Regions from separate parts of the Hordeum vulgare genome. Here region 2 is linked to region 1. Evidence: chromatin contacts called from public Hi-C data. All regions are on one chromosome and are shown on one strand. Each heading gives the region's core, a stretch centred on a gene start, on an enhancer-like site or on the middle of the called end of the contact. The rest is flanking DNA. Distances are from core to core; before and after follow the strand shown. Region 1 has its middle 25 kb from the start of LOC123400060. Region 2 has its middle 31 kb from the start of LOC123397183.

Region 1 (6,832 bases), core at 3,285-5,784:
TGACATAAAGATTTGTAAAGAACGCACGGATCTGAAAGTTTCAGAACCGTTGACTAAAACCTCTCTCACGAGCAAGACGTGATCAGACCCCATAACTATATGGGTGTTGGATTCGTTGGAATCACATGGTGATGTGAACTAGATTATTGACTCTAGTGCAAGTGGGAGACTGTTGGAAATATGCCCTAGAGGCAATAATAAATTAGTTATTATTATATTTCTTAGTTCATGATAATCGTTTATTATCCATGCTATAATTGTATTGATTGGAAACACAATACTTGTGTGGATACATAGACAAAACACTGTCCCTAGTAAGCCTCTAGTTGACTAGCTCGTTGATCAAAGATGGTCAAGGTTTCCTGGCCATAGGCAAGTGTTGTCACTTGATAACGGGATCACATCATTAGGAGAATCATGTGATGGACTAGACCCAAACTAATAGACGTAGCATGTTGATCGTGTCATTTTGTTGCTACTGTTTTCTGCGTGTCAAGTATTTATTCCTATGACCATGAGATCATATAACTCACTGACACCGGAGGAATGCTTTGTGTGTATCAAACGTCGCAACGTAACTGGGTGACTATAAAGATGCTCTACAGGTATCTCCGAAGGTGTTAGTTGAGTTAGTATGGATCAAGACTGGGATTTGTCACTCCGTGTGAACGGAGAGGTATCTCGGGGCCCACTCGGTAATACAACATCACACACAAGCCTTGCAAGCAATGTAACTTAGTGTAAGTTGCGGGATCTTGTATTACGGAACGAGTAAAGAGACTTGCCGGTAAACGAGATTGAAATAGGTATGCGGATACTGACGATCGAATCTCGGGCAAGTAACATACCGAAGGACAAAGGGAATGACATACGGGATTATATGAATCCTTGGCACTGAGGTTCAAACGATAAGATCTTCGTAGAATATGTAGGATCCAATATGGGCATCCAGGTCCCGCTATTGGATATTGACCGAGGAGTCTCTCGGGTCATGTCTACATAGTTCTCGAACCCGCAGGGTCTGCACACTTAAGGTTCGACGTTGTTTTATGCGTATTTGAGTTATATGGTTGGTTACCGAATGTTGTTCGGAGTCCCGGATGAGATCACGGACGTCACGAGGGTTTCCGGAATGGTCCGGAAACGAAGATTGATATATAGGATGACCTCATTTGGTTACCGGAAGGTTTTCGTGCATTACCGGAAAAGTTTCGGGCTCATCGGTAGTGTACCGGGAGTGCCGGGAGGGGTGCCGGGGACCATCGGGAGGGGTGTCACGCCCCAAGGGGTCTCATGGGCTATGGGAAGAGATAAACCAGCCCCTAGTGGGCTGGAATAAGTTCCCACTAAGGCCCATAAGGTTTGAGAAGGAAAAAACACAAGGTGGAAAGAGTTTCCAAGTGGGAAGGTGGAATCCTACTCCAAGTAGGATTGGAGTAGGACTCCTCCACCTCCAATTTCGGCCAAACCTTTAGGTTTTGAGGCTGCCTCCTCCCCTCCCTCCCACCTATATATACGGAGGTTTTAGGGCTGATTTGAGACGACTTTCTCACGGCAGCCCGACCACATACCTCCACGGTTTTTCTCTAGATCGTGTTTCTGCGGAGCTCGGGCGGAGCCCTGCTGAGACAATGTCATCACCAACCTCCGGAGCGCCGTCACGCTGCCGGAGAACTCTTCTACCTCTCCGTCTCTCTTGCTGGATCAAGAAGGCCGAGATCATCGTCGAGCTGTACGTGTGCTGAACGCGGAGGTGCCGTCCGTTCGGTACTAGATCGTGGGACTGATCGCGGGATTGTTCGCGGGGCGGATCGAGGGACGTGAGGACGTTCCACTACATCAACTGCGTTCTCTAACGCTTCTGCTGTACGATCTACAAGGGTACGTAGATCACTCATCCCCTCTCGTAGATGGACATCACCATGATAGGTCTTTGTGCGCGTAGGAAAATTTTTGTTTCCCATGCGACGTTCCCCAACAGGCAGCACCCACAATACCATGCTCCCTCGTCCAGCTTTGTGTTTCGGCCTCAACCACAACATCAAAGTCCCACAACGGGTTTCACGTTTCAACAACATCCAACTGGTATGTCTCTTCATATTTATTCTTTTTGATATTAATTGAGAGTACATATTTATTCAGTATTAATGACCCTTCCTGCAGGATCCTATGCATATCAGGAGGCGTCGGCGTCCGGATCCGGTGCGCTAGTGAGCAGGAAGATCCACTATCGTAGTAAAACATGTGGATGGACATGTTTTCGACTCCTCCGCCATGGCCCACCCAGGATACATAGTATGACCAGGGCGGGTCCGAGATTTCTCTTCGTAACATTATGCTCCCCATGGGTGGGGCTGGAGTACGCCTAGCACACCCCGTGAGCGTTGAGGCAGACGTCGTCGGTGACGCTTCTATCTATCAGTAGAGACATGACTATCTAATTATCTATGAGACATATGTCTATTCTATGTATGAGACATATTCATGTTCTATTTCAATGCTCATACTACAAACAAACGCATCCAACGTCGTACTTAGATAGAACATAATGCCCCCACAACATGACATTCCAAACAAATAATAGAAAGTACATCTGAATTAAAAGGTATGACTAAACTTACAAAATACAACCGAACAACTACATGAAGGCATCATCTTCATACTCCGTCGATGCGGAGCTCTTGCCCTTGATCAATGCAGAGCTCTTTCCATACATCGACGCAGAGCTCTTGCTCTTCGATGATGAGGTACTCTTGGCCTTGGTACTCGGCATGAAGATATCGTTTTCGTCTTTGATGTCGTCCATCCATAAAAATGGATGTTCTACGCCCTTGTGTAGGTGCCTGCATTTCTTCTTCCATCTTTTCATTCAACCTGAGAAGTTCTTTTCGTATCTTCTCAAAGGTCCTAGGGCCACCCACTCCTAGCTAATGCCTGAGCTGACTCATTCAATAGGACGTCACTACTGATGAGTTCGTCCCATGGAACTATTCTATCGTTTATCTTGAAATTGCTGGCTAACACAGAAGATAAGATGACATACCGAAGATAAAACTACGATCCAAAGGATAATGGGACATCTTGAGACAACTACGATACTACACTCGACTGCTTACCCACCGGAGTGTGGAGGGGTTTTTATAGGTGCAAAAGAGAAGAATAGGCGGGAACTGACAAGCGGGAAAATATGGCAGGAATTATCGGCGGGAACTAAGTAGTAGGAAGTTGGAAGCGGGAACTTATGGCAGGAAGTTAGATGCGCGGGAAGTTAGAAGCAAGAACTTATGGCGGGAAGTTAGAAGCGCGGGAAATTATGACGGGAAAGTGAGCAATGGTAAATTATGACGTGATTTTTTATAAAGGGGCTATTTTGCTATTTTGATCACAAAAAAATCGTAGTTACGTAGGAAAAGAAAAGTACAGCTTTGCCAACAACAACTAGTACTAATTGGTCATTAATAAGCCAATTAATACTAACTGGTCATCCGATTAGTACTAATCGGCCTAGCCAAAGCCAATTGGAGCCATGCTAGCGAGGATGAGTGGCTTATCGACCTAGCCAAAGCCGGCACGTACTAATCGGCTACGGCGAAGCCGACTGGAGCTAGTCGGCCTTGGCTTGGCCGAAGGTGTATTATTTTTGAAACTTTTTAAACCAAGGTATTTTTTAAAATTAAATAAACAAAATGAATTATTTAAAAAAAATTAGCCATGTCGGGACCATCTTGATTAAAAGCTGCATTTTCATCCCGTGGCATATAATATAATTGTCCATGTTCTATGAAGAAAAGATTAGGCATGGGAGTAGGCAACAACTATGCCACTACAAGAATTTTGATGTAATGACGACCACAACTAACTACAACCATTGCAACGCTAGTAAAATGATATTACAAAAACACTTTACATAAAAACATCTAAAACATGTAAACCAAGCATTTAAAAAATGTTAAATGTATACATAGAAAATGTTAAATGTATACATAGAAAATGTTTTTCATGTATTCAAAATGTGTCTGAAAAAATCGATAATGTATTTAAAGATGTTAATTAAGCATCTCGAAAAATCATGTTAAACAATTATTTCAAAAGTTTGATCAAGAATTATTATTTTTCTTAAATGTCTATATAAACAATGTTGACCTTGCATTGCAAAAAATGTTAAACAATAATTTTATATTTTTTTAATGTGCATAACAATATTTACCATGTAGGAAAAAATGTCAAGTTTTATTTTAAAAACTATTAATCAATCATTTTAAAATATTAATATATATGAAAAATGTTGTCCATGTATTCCATAATAGTTACTCTTGTATTTAATATTTTAATCAAGAATTTCAAAAATAAAACTAAAAAATAAATGAGAACACCAAACAAAAAAATAAAACAAAAATGAAAGAAAATAAAGCCCAAATGAACACATTAGCGAATAGAACGACGGCCGAACAAACGAGTAGCATTGTACTGGGCCAGCACATACTGCAGGAAAGTACTGGGCTAGACAGGAGGAATCATTTGCAGGGGATATCCGCAGGGGAATATCCTATTTGCAGCTCACTGCGTTAAAATGCTCTCCTCCCTGCGGCACATAAGTGCTCCTCTCCCCAGTTTGGCTTCATTTGAAAAAAGGAACGTTAAAAATCATAGAAAATGCGATTTTTTTCATATATTTTAGAAAAATCTTCATGTTTTAAAAAAAGTTCATAAATTTGAATAATTTCACCGGATTTGAAAAGGTTCATTTGCAATGGAAAAAATCCTGGGATTTTCTAAAAGTTAACTAAATTTTCAAAAAAGTTCATCAATTTTGGAAAAATGTTAAAAAGTCCGTCAATTTGAATTTTCTTTTGTTGATTTCAAGGAAAACGTCATCATTAAACAAAGATTCATTAAACTGTCAACACAATTTGAGAAAAAAGTTCATAATTCATGGAACTTGGAAAAAATGTTATTTTTGGAGGGAAAATCGGTGCTTTTAAGAAAACAAAAAAATTAAAATAAAGAAAAATAAAAGGTCCAAGAAAAATAAAAAGGAAAAACGTATATAAAAACATAGAAACTGGAAAACCGGGGAATGAATGAAAGTTAGAAAAAAAACTTATAGATAAAGCTAATATTTGGCAGAAATTTCTAAAACTGGAAAACCGGGGAATAAATGAAAGCTTAGTGATTACTGCTAAATAAGAAACGCGTATTTGGCAGAATTTCCTATTTGCGTCGAACTGTGGACTGACTGCAAAGACGGAACTCCGCAGCGCTAGAAATGTGCTAGCCCAATTAACAACCGCTAGCCAACTGTTTTGAGAACCTGGTAGAACGTGCCCTCACTGTTTTGTTTTTCTTTTAAAAGGTTCTCTTATTTCTTTCTTGGGATTCGTATATGTGCTCTTCCATGTGGCCGATCCTTAAAAGGATGGCTGGGCCCGATTTCCTTTGATGTTTAAAATTTGAAAAGTTTTATTTACAAAATCATTAATTCAAACGATGATCCGTTTTCATCATTGACTTTCTCGTGACGAGTTCTTCGAAACTAGATCTTATGTCGACATGTTCTGACAATTATTATTTTTTGTTCATATTTACCATATTTTTTGTCCCCACTTGTCATATTATTAAACACTTACTTGTGTGAGAAAAATAACTTGATTGTCATTTTTTAATGTTGTTTCGTATAAAACCTTGTAGCAGTTTCTATTATGCATGATATAAAGAAGCATGTAATATGTTGTGTTTGCCAATTTAAATATGCTAACTTGTCGTATTTACATACAACTTTGCCAAAAAATTATTTTGTGTGTTTGTTAGTTTAACTATGCCGAGTTGTCATATTTACAAACGATGACCAAAAAAGATTTCTTGTGGTCATCGGTTTTAAATATGTTGAGTTGTCATATTTTCGCGGGTCATCGCCTATAAAAAGTTGTTTGTGCTTGCTAGTTTGATTATGACGACATGTCATATTTATATGCAATTTCCAAAAAATATGACGATTAAGTTATTTTTATCAGACATATAAGTACTTACTAATATGATAAGTAAGTGTAACAAATCTGGTAAGTACGAGTAAAAAAAAGTTGTCAAAATATATCGACATAGTATCTAGTTTTGAAGATTTCGTCGAAACAAAGTCAACGATGAAAACGGATCATCGATCGAATTAATGGTTTAAGAGATAATTTTTTTTAATTTTTTTTCATTTAGAGATGAATCATTGATGCATGCATGCATGATGAAGAGAACACAATGCATGCTTGCGCAGCCGCCGTACGGTAAAGCCGAGATGCGGCGCTGTTAATTAGATTTTTCACTTCTTTGTTTGTTTTTCTTGTTTTTTGTTTTGTTTTCTTTTACTATTGTATTTTCTTTTTAATTAGTTTTCCTTTTTTATTTTCGTTTTTTTTGTTTTTGTTTTTTCCATTTTGTAAAAGGTTAATCTGTCAAAAATTGATGGGGAATTTCAAAAACAATTTGTGCTTTTGAAAAGCATTCCAAGTTTCAAACAGTGTTCATATTTCGGTCATTTGAAATATCTTCTTATTTTTCAACTTGCAATGTTTTTGTTCAAATTTTTCTTAACTATTCAAAAAATGTTCGTGATTTCTAATAATTTTTCTGTTTTAGAAAATTCTTCAAAATTTAAAAGTTGTTTATGAATTCTAAAGAATGTTCAGGTTTTCTTTTTCTTTAGGTGTTTCGGCAGAAGTTATAGTTTGAAATTGTAGATAATGTTTAGTGCATGAACAATTTTTAAATTCATGAACAGTTTGTACCAATTCATGGACATTCTCTTAAACTGTAAACATTTTTTGAATTGCCTTTTTTTGAAATT
Region 2 (6,706 bases), core at 1,045-3,544, 130 kb after region 1:
ATACTAGCAAATTCAGGCCCGCGAACGCGTCCGAACACGTTTGCTGATACATCGAATCCTTAAAATCATATAAACACATACAATGTCACCTAAGTTCATCGGGTCGCATTGCATCGCCGGACAAAAAGGGGCATAGTTCATTGCAAATCCATACTACCAACTACTTAGAATATACTTTAAATATAAACAAAACGGGAAAGGGTAGAGGAAATCATCATTTCCTCACCGAGTCCTTTCACTTCTGGTCGTTGACGCGGTTGTGCCCCTCCTCCGTGTAGGCGTCGGCATGCGGAGGTGTGTTGTTGTCGAAGCTGGAGGTGAAGTTGTCTGTCATGCCAGAGCTGTGAGAGTTGCACCACATGCCCGACAGCCAATGGAGCAATTGGTCTTGCTCCTTGGCATGGCGGGACGCCTTCACCTTCGTGATCATCCCCTTGTTTGCCTCATGTTCCGACAACTCGATCGGCGAGTCAGGGCACCCACATTTTTGCGGCGGAGGCGGTGGGCCTCTGTCTCGTCGTTGTGACAGAGCGATGGAGAACCGACATGAGGAGCGCATCTCGAGGTCGACCGTCACGCTCGCGTGCGACCAGCTCGTGGCCATCAGACCCCCTCTCCCTCGCATGTTGCTCCTCGTGCCGGGCTACACGCGCTTCGGACTCGGGCGTCCTCATGGTCCCCGGCCCTTGCGCGAGCACAGGGACCCATCGATGGTCGGGTAGCACTTCCGGACAAATGGATGGTGGAGGTGGGTGGCGTACATTGAGGGGAGCAGAGCGGCCGGAGCTGCGCGTCGTGCGGGAAGGACCGAGAACATCGTCGGCGCTGCATCAAATGGCGACGGGCGTTGAGAAAGAAGATTTGTCGTTGTCAGGTCCGTCTTGCTCCTGCAGCGACCTCCTGATGTGGAGGGCCACCTCCACCACATCGATGTTGGAGCCATCGGATTCTGCACCGGAGTTGCTTTCGTCGTCGGCCATTGGATCGGAGGGGAGGGGATCGAAAGTGGACTGGACGGAGAGAGTAAAGTGATCGATGTCTAGGGGGTTTTCGGATGAAGGTATTTGTGGGGTCGGTGGTGGCCGGGCTTACGTGGCGGGCGCACCCGGGCCATCTCATATTTGTTTCGTATTTGAGATGGATATGAGGGATGTCGGTCAGCCCTCACGTTTGAGGCCCGTTTAGGACGACAATTCGTTTCGATTTTTTGTGACCAGACAATGACAGGGCGGCCTTCCCGGGCGTTTGAGACGGATTTGAGAGGTCGGCGTAGATGTTGTAAGCGCCCAAAACAATTTGGCTAGCTGTTGAAGCGTCCTTTGATTCAAAGGAATCTCATAAGACTATTGAAGGATTTGGACCCTTAGAAATCTTCCCTTCGATGATTGTTTGATTCGTAGCATTGGCATTCTTAGGAATTTTTTTATAGAATCCATCTGTACTACATTATGAAGGAAAATTTTCATCCAACTTAACTTTTTTTAGAATTCCTTTGTTTCTCCTGCATTATCAAACATTCTTTCAAATCTTGTAGGATGTTATGGAACATGCCATCCTATTTCTGCATTTTTCATATTGCTTCGCTTTGAGAATCATGTAAATCAAAGAGGCCCTAAAACAATCCAGCCAGCTCTTGAAGCCATGATACTCGGGCAAATACAAGAAAAACTCGCGACTCCTTTGCTAGTACTAGACAAGAGACAGCGAACAAAACACTAGAGAGGCACATCGGCACTCGTTGTAATCATTTGGGGGCAAAGCTTGAGCATCATCCCATCTTCCACCAGCCGAAGGCAGAATCACCATATATCTGCACCTAAATCCGAATCCATAGTATCATGTATTTCCTTCATTTCTAAATATATATTTTTTAAGGTTTCATCAAGATACTACATACGGATGTATGTAGACATATTTTAGAATGTAAATTTATTTATTTTACTTCGTATGTACTGCTCTAGTAAAATATCTTTAAAAAGACATGTATTCAGGAACGGAGAGAGTAGGTACCAACTACCAAGCCTACTATGGAGTACTTAATTAGCCGGCCGTCAATCGCCGGATCCGAGACTTTGCTAACCCATAAAACGCTCTAATTAGCTGACGTACGAGAGCTGCCATGAGTTGCAGTTCACACTGCACCCAGGCCAAGCAGCCGTATCCTGCCTACCTCCTACCCCCCAAAAGGCCAAAACAGAGAGGATCCAACGAACGTGACGAGTGGAACCAGCAAGTCAAGCACTGTAGCCATCAGCTCGTCTCAGACACGAGCTGGAAATTGAAATGAACGGCACCTAGCTACGATCGACGACCTATATATATAGTCATTAGCAATGGCTCGGCTCAGCGGCAGCGGTACATGCACGACGGGGACGCGTCGAAAGGAATCGATATCTCCATCCATCGACCGACCGATGCGTCCATCCATCCATCGTTGACACCGAAAGTGCGTACGTGAAAGCGAGATCACACACGCATACGAGTGTGGAGTCGCGTCGAGTAGTCGATCATCGCCATGATTAAATACGCAACAACATGTTGTGTGTGGGGCTCCGCTAGCTTTGGTGATCACGACCGGAACCTGTCGCACGTATCCTTGTGATGCTGTCTACTTGTCTCCCTCCCTGCCTCCTGTAATATAGCGTTGGGGAATAGCTTTTGCTTATGCTTTTCTTGCTATTCCTTTATTCATTCATTTATAGCAAGTGCTCTCCTTTTTCGTTGGTATAGCATTATTTTTACAGATCATGGGAAGCTGGCAAAGAGTGTCTACTTCTTCATGCAATTGCTACCGCGGGACCTATATCTCGCTAATGGCGAGACGGTGGAGATCGCGCCTGAAGCACCTATAGTAACAGGTCAGCCCATTATAAGGGAGAACAATTTTGGAAACACAAATATTTTTATGAAATAATGATCTTTTTCTTGAAAACAAGAACATTTTCTTAAATTCCTGAATTTGATTGAGAATACGGACATTCTTGAAAAAATCATGCAGCTTTTTTAATATGAAAACAATTTTTGAAACATGAACATTTTAAAAAATATGAACACATTTTGAAATCAAGAACATTATTTGCAATTCCTGATTATTTTTTGAAGCATGAACATTTAAATAAAAGTTTTGAACAGAATCCTGAAAACAGGAAGTTTTTTGAAAACTCAAAATAAAAGTTTGAAATTGTCAAACCATAGGAATAGGAAAAGGAAAAAATTAAAGGACGAAAATAAAAACGAAAACAAGATCATTTTTTTAAAATAAAAGCATTTTTTTGAAAATCTCAAATGTTTTTCGATGTTATGAATAATTTTCTAAAAACGACAATTATTTAAAAATTAGAATTTATTTTCAAAAACGAGAACATTTTTTGAATTTCAAAAACAATTTTTTAACATGCCTTAGTTTTTAAAAAATAAAATAACCTTGAAAAAAAGGAAAAAGGAAGAAACAGAAAACAGAAGAAAAAGGAACAGAAACAAAAAAGAAAACAAACAAAACCGGTAAAAAACAGAAAATCGGTTCATGGAACCTCCTAGAAGGTTCCCAACACCAGCTGCCTAAGCGATTCTGGACCGGCCCATTAAGTAGCTGCTGGGTTGCTGGATTGTGTGAAGCACCGTCACTTTGACGCACTAAGCGGCGAATAGCGTATTCCCAATTCTAGTATCTCCTGGTTGTTGTGTAGCCCTGCTAGCCACCGAGTAACTATCGGCCTCATGTTTTCTCACTGTCTTTTCTTTGTTTTCTCTCTATCTGTCCTGATTTTTTTTTCTTTTCTTTCTATTCTAGTATTTTCACAAGCTTTTTCTTTTCTTTTTCTCCCATCATTTCTGTTCGCCTTTGTTTGTTTCTTTCTTTTTTCCATCGGTTTTCTTTTGTTCACTCTCGGAGGATCACCATTTGCATATACATTTTGGGTATATATCTAATACATCTTTATAAAAATTGTTTAACATTTTCCAAATACATGACATGGACAACATTTTTTATATACAATTATTTAATATAAAATGCTTGATGAGAAAATCTCAAATAGCATATTAATATTTTTTGAATAGATGGTTACATTCTTTCTATACACATATAGCATCTTTTTAAATGCTTGATTAACATTTTAAATCTAGTTTTAACTTTTTTTAATACATGGTAAACATGAAAAACATTTTTCCGATATATATTTCATTTATTCTATAATTTATCATATTTGATATGCAGTTAAAAAAATTGATATGCGGCCAACATTTTTTCTATACACATTTAACATTATCGTCAAATGTCTGATTAGTACTACCAGGTTAAAATGTTTTACATACATGGTCATCATCTTTCCTGAACACATCTTAGATTTTTTTGAATGCATAATTAAATTATCTCAAATAGAAGCATTACATGTTTTGAAAAATGGCAATTTTCTTTTTTATACACTAACACTTTTTTCAAATTTCTAATTAACATTTTAAAATATAGGTTGAACGTTTCTTAAATACAAGGTCAACATTTTTCCTATAAACATTTCACATTTTCCAAATGTTCAATTAAACTTTTCCAAATAATTGTTTAACATTGTTTTAAATGCTTATATTAATATTTTTTAAATACATAATCAACATTTTTTACACACGTTGTATATGTCCTTTATACATTTTTCTTGTACATAAAAAACATTTTCTCCATACCAATTTAATTTTTTTTTAAATGCCTGGTTAACATTGTTTTCGAAATATTCGAATAAATTAAATTTATATATATATTTGTTTACAATATTTGGAATTATAACCAAAAGTGAAAAATGAATAAATAACAAAAACGAAAGAGTGAAAAAAAACAAGGTTGTGGCGTCCCGCGCGTCTGGGTCTAGCCCATCTGACGCACAGATTGACATGAGGGTAGCCTAAATCTTGCTAGGCACCCAGAAAGACCCTATTCGCACAGAACAGGAAGGGGATGGGTTGGCCATTTAGCGGGATCACAGCCCCTTGTTTAGGGACCTTTTACAGGTTCCGGCCGGTTTTTTCGGTTTTATGAAACTTCTAGAAGGTTTCTAGAACCGGTTTCTTTTCAGTTTCTATTTCAACAAATATTTGAAAAATAATCTTTATTTACAAATTTGTTCTTAATTTAAAATTGATTGAAAAGATTTGTGCTTCAGAATTTGTTTACGTTAATTTCAAATAGTTCTTGGTTTTAAATTTTGTTCTCAAGATTCAGAAAATATTCGTGCTTTAAGTATTTATTCACGCTTCTAAATTTGTTCTCTGTTTGAAAAAATGTTGAAAATTATTCGCGCTACCAAATTTATTAGGGGATTTTCGAAATTATTCTCCGTTTCAAAATTTTGTTCTCAAGATTCAAATAAAATTTGGCTTTGAAAAATTGTCGCGCTTCCAAATTTGTTTAGAATTCTTCAAAATTGTTTTCGGTATTCAAATTTGTTCTCAAAATTCAAAAAATAATTTTGTTTTTAAATTTTGTTCACGCTTCCAAAATTGTTTGGGCTTTTTAAAAAAAACTCAAGATCCAAAAAATGTTCGTGCTTTAAAAAGTTTTTCGCGCTTCCAAATTTGTTCACGATTTTTTTGAAATTGTTCTCGGTTTCAAAATTTGTTCTCAGAATTAAAACATTATTCGCGCTTCCAAAAAATTCACGGTTTTCCAAATTGTTCTTCTGTTTAAAAAAATGAAGATTGAAAAAAAATTCATGTTTTAAAAACTTGTTCACACTTCCAAAATTTTCACGATTTTTCAAAAATTGTTCTCGGTTCCAAAATTTGTTCTCAAAATTCATAAAATATCCGTGCTTTAAAAATTTGTTCGGGCTTTCAAACTTATTTGGGGTTTTCAAAATTATTTTCCTTTTCAAAATTTTGTTCTTAAGAATTAAAAAATGTTCTTTCTTTAAAAAATTGTTTGCACCTCCAAAGTTGTTCATGATTTTTCAAAAATGTTCTGCAAATTCGAGAAATGTTTTTGCTTGAAATAAAAAAAAGTGAAAAGCAAAGAAAAAATGACCCGAAAAAGGAAATTAAAAGAAAAGGAAAAAGTAAAAAAAAATGGGCCGGTCCAGTCGGGCACCCGCCCTGTGCGGCGCAGGGAGTCCCTGTCGCAATGAGCGGCAGGTAGGAGCTCCCGGGCACCCAATTGCTATATCTCACTATATTTGCAGCATTCCGGATGCCCAATTGCTTAATTTTAGTGATGGGTCGGCCCAATAATATTGCCGGAAAATATTTTGATAGGTCAAAAGAGTTCATGAATTTTGAAACTTTACTAGTTTTAATATTTGTTTATATTAGAAAGGACCACTTTTCAAAAGGTAAGAAAATTTGAAGAAAGTTCATGAATTTCATATTTTTACGAATTTAAAGAAGTTTGCACATCTGAAAAAATTTCGTTAATCTAAAAATTATGTGGATTGGAGTTTTTTCGCAAAATTATTGTAAGATTAAGAATTCGAAAAATTTCTTGAATTTGAAAAAATTTCACAAGTTTAAAAAACGAATATTAACTCGATTTTTTTAATGAATTTGACAAGACAGATAAAGAATTTTCAAAATGAAATAAAAAACAGAAAGGAAAACTAGAGAAGGGAAAGAAAATGTAAAACCGACAAACCAAACAAATGCTGGTGAAACACAAAGCGGGGAAAAACTAGCTAGAAAACCGAGTAAACCAAAGAAACACGAAACTAAAAGAAAACAACTAAAC

What was found. A called contact is a pair of places that touch in the nucleus more often than the background predicts.
Region 2: a Hi-C map of leaf shows a contact between it and region 1, with 2.5 times the contacts expected there. The contact joins two enhancer-like sites. A contact is called at or near these places in 3 of 6 Hi-C or Micro-C datasets (leaf and seedling).

Annotation. Positions count from the first base shown.
Region 1 is chr5H:498,907,592-498,914,423 of MorexV3_pseudomolecules_assembly, forward strand. No RefSeq gene overlaps it. Among protein-coding and RNA genes, the nearest start is that of LOC123400060, 25 kb to the right of the region's middle. Within about 2 kb of position 4,535, at least 2 of the 3 cell types and tissues checked have open chromatin away from gene starts, as enhancers often do. A contact at or near this core is called in leaf, where this site is marked.
Region 2 is chr5H:499,036,762-499,043,467 of MorexV3_pseudomolecules_assembly, forward strand. No RefSeq gene overlaps it. Among protein-coding and RNA genes, the nearest start is that of LOC123397183, 31 kb to the right of the region's middle. Within about 2 kb of position 2,295, at least 3 of the 3 cell types and tissues checked have open chromatin away from gene starts, as enhancers often do. A contact at or near this core is called in leaf, where this site is marked.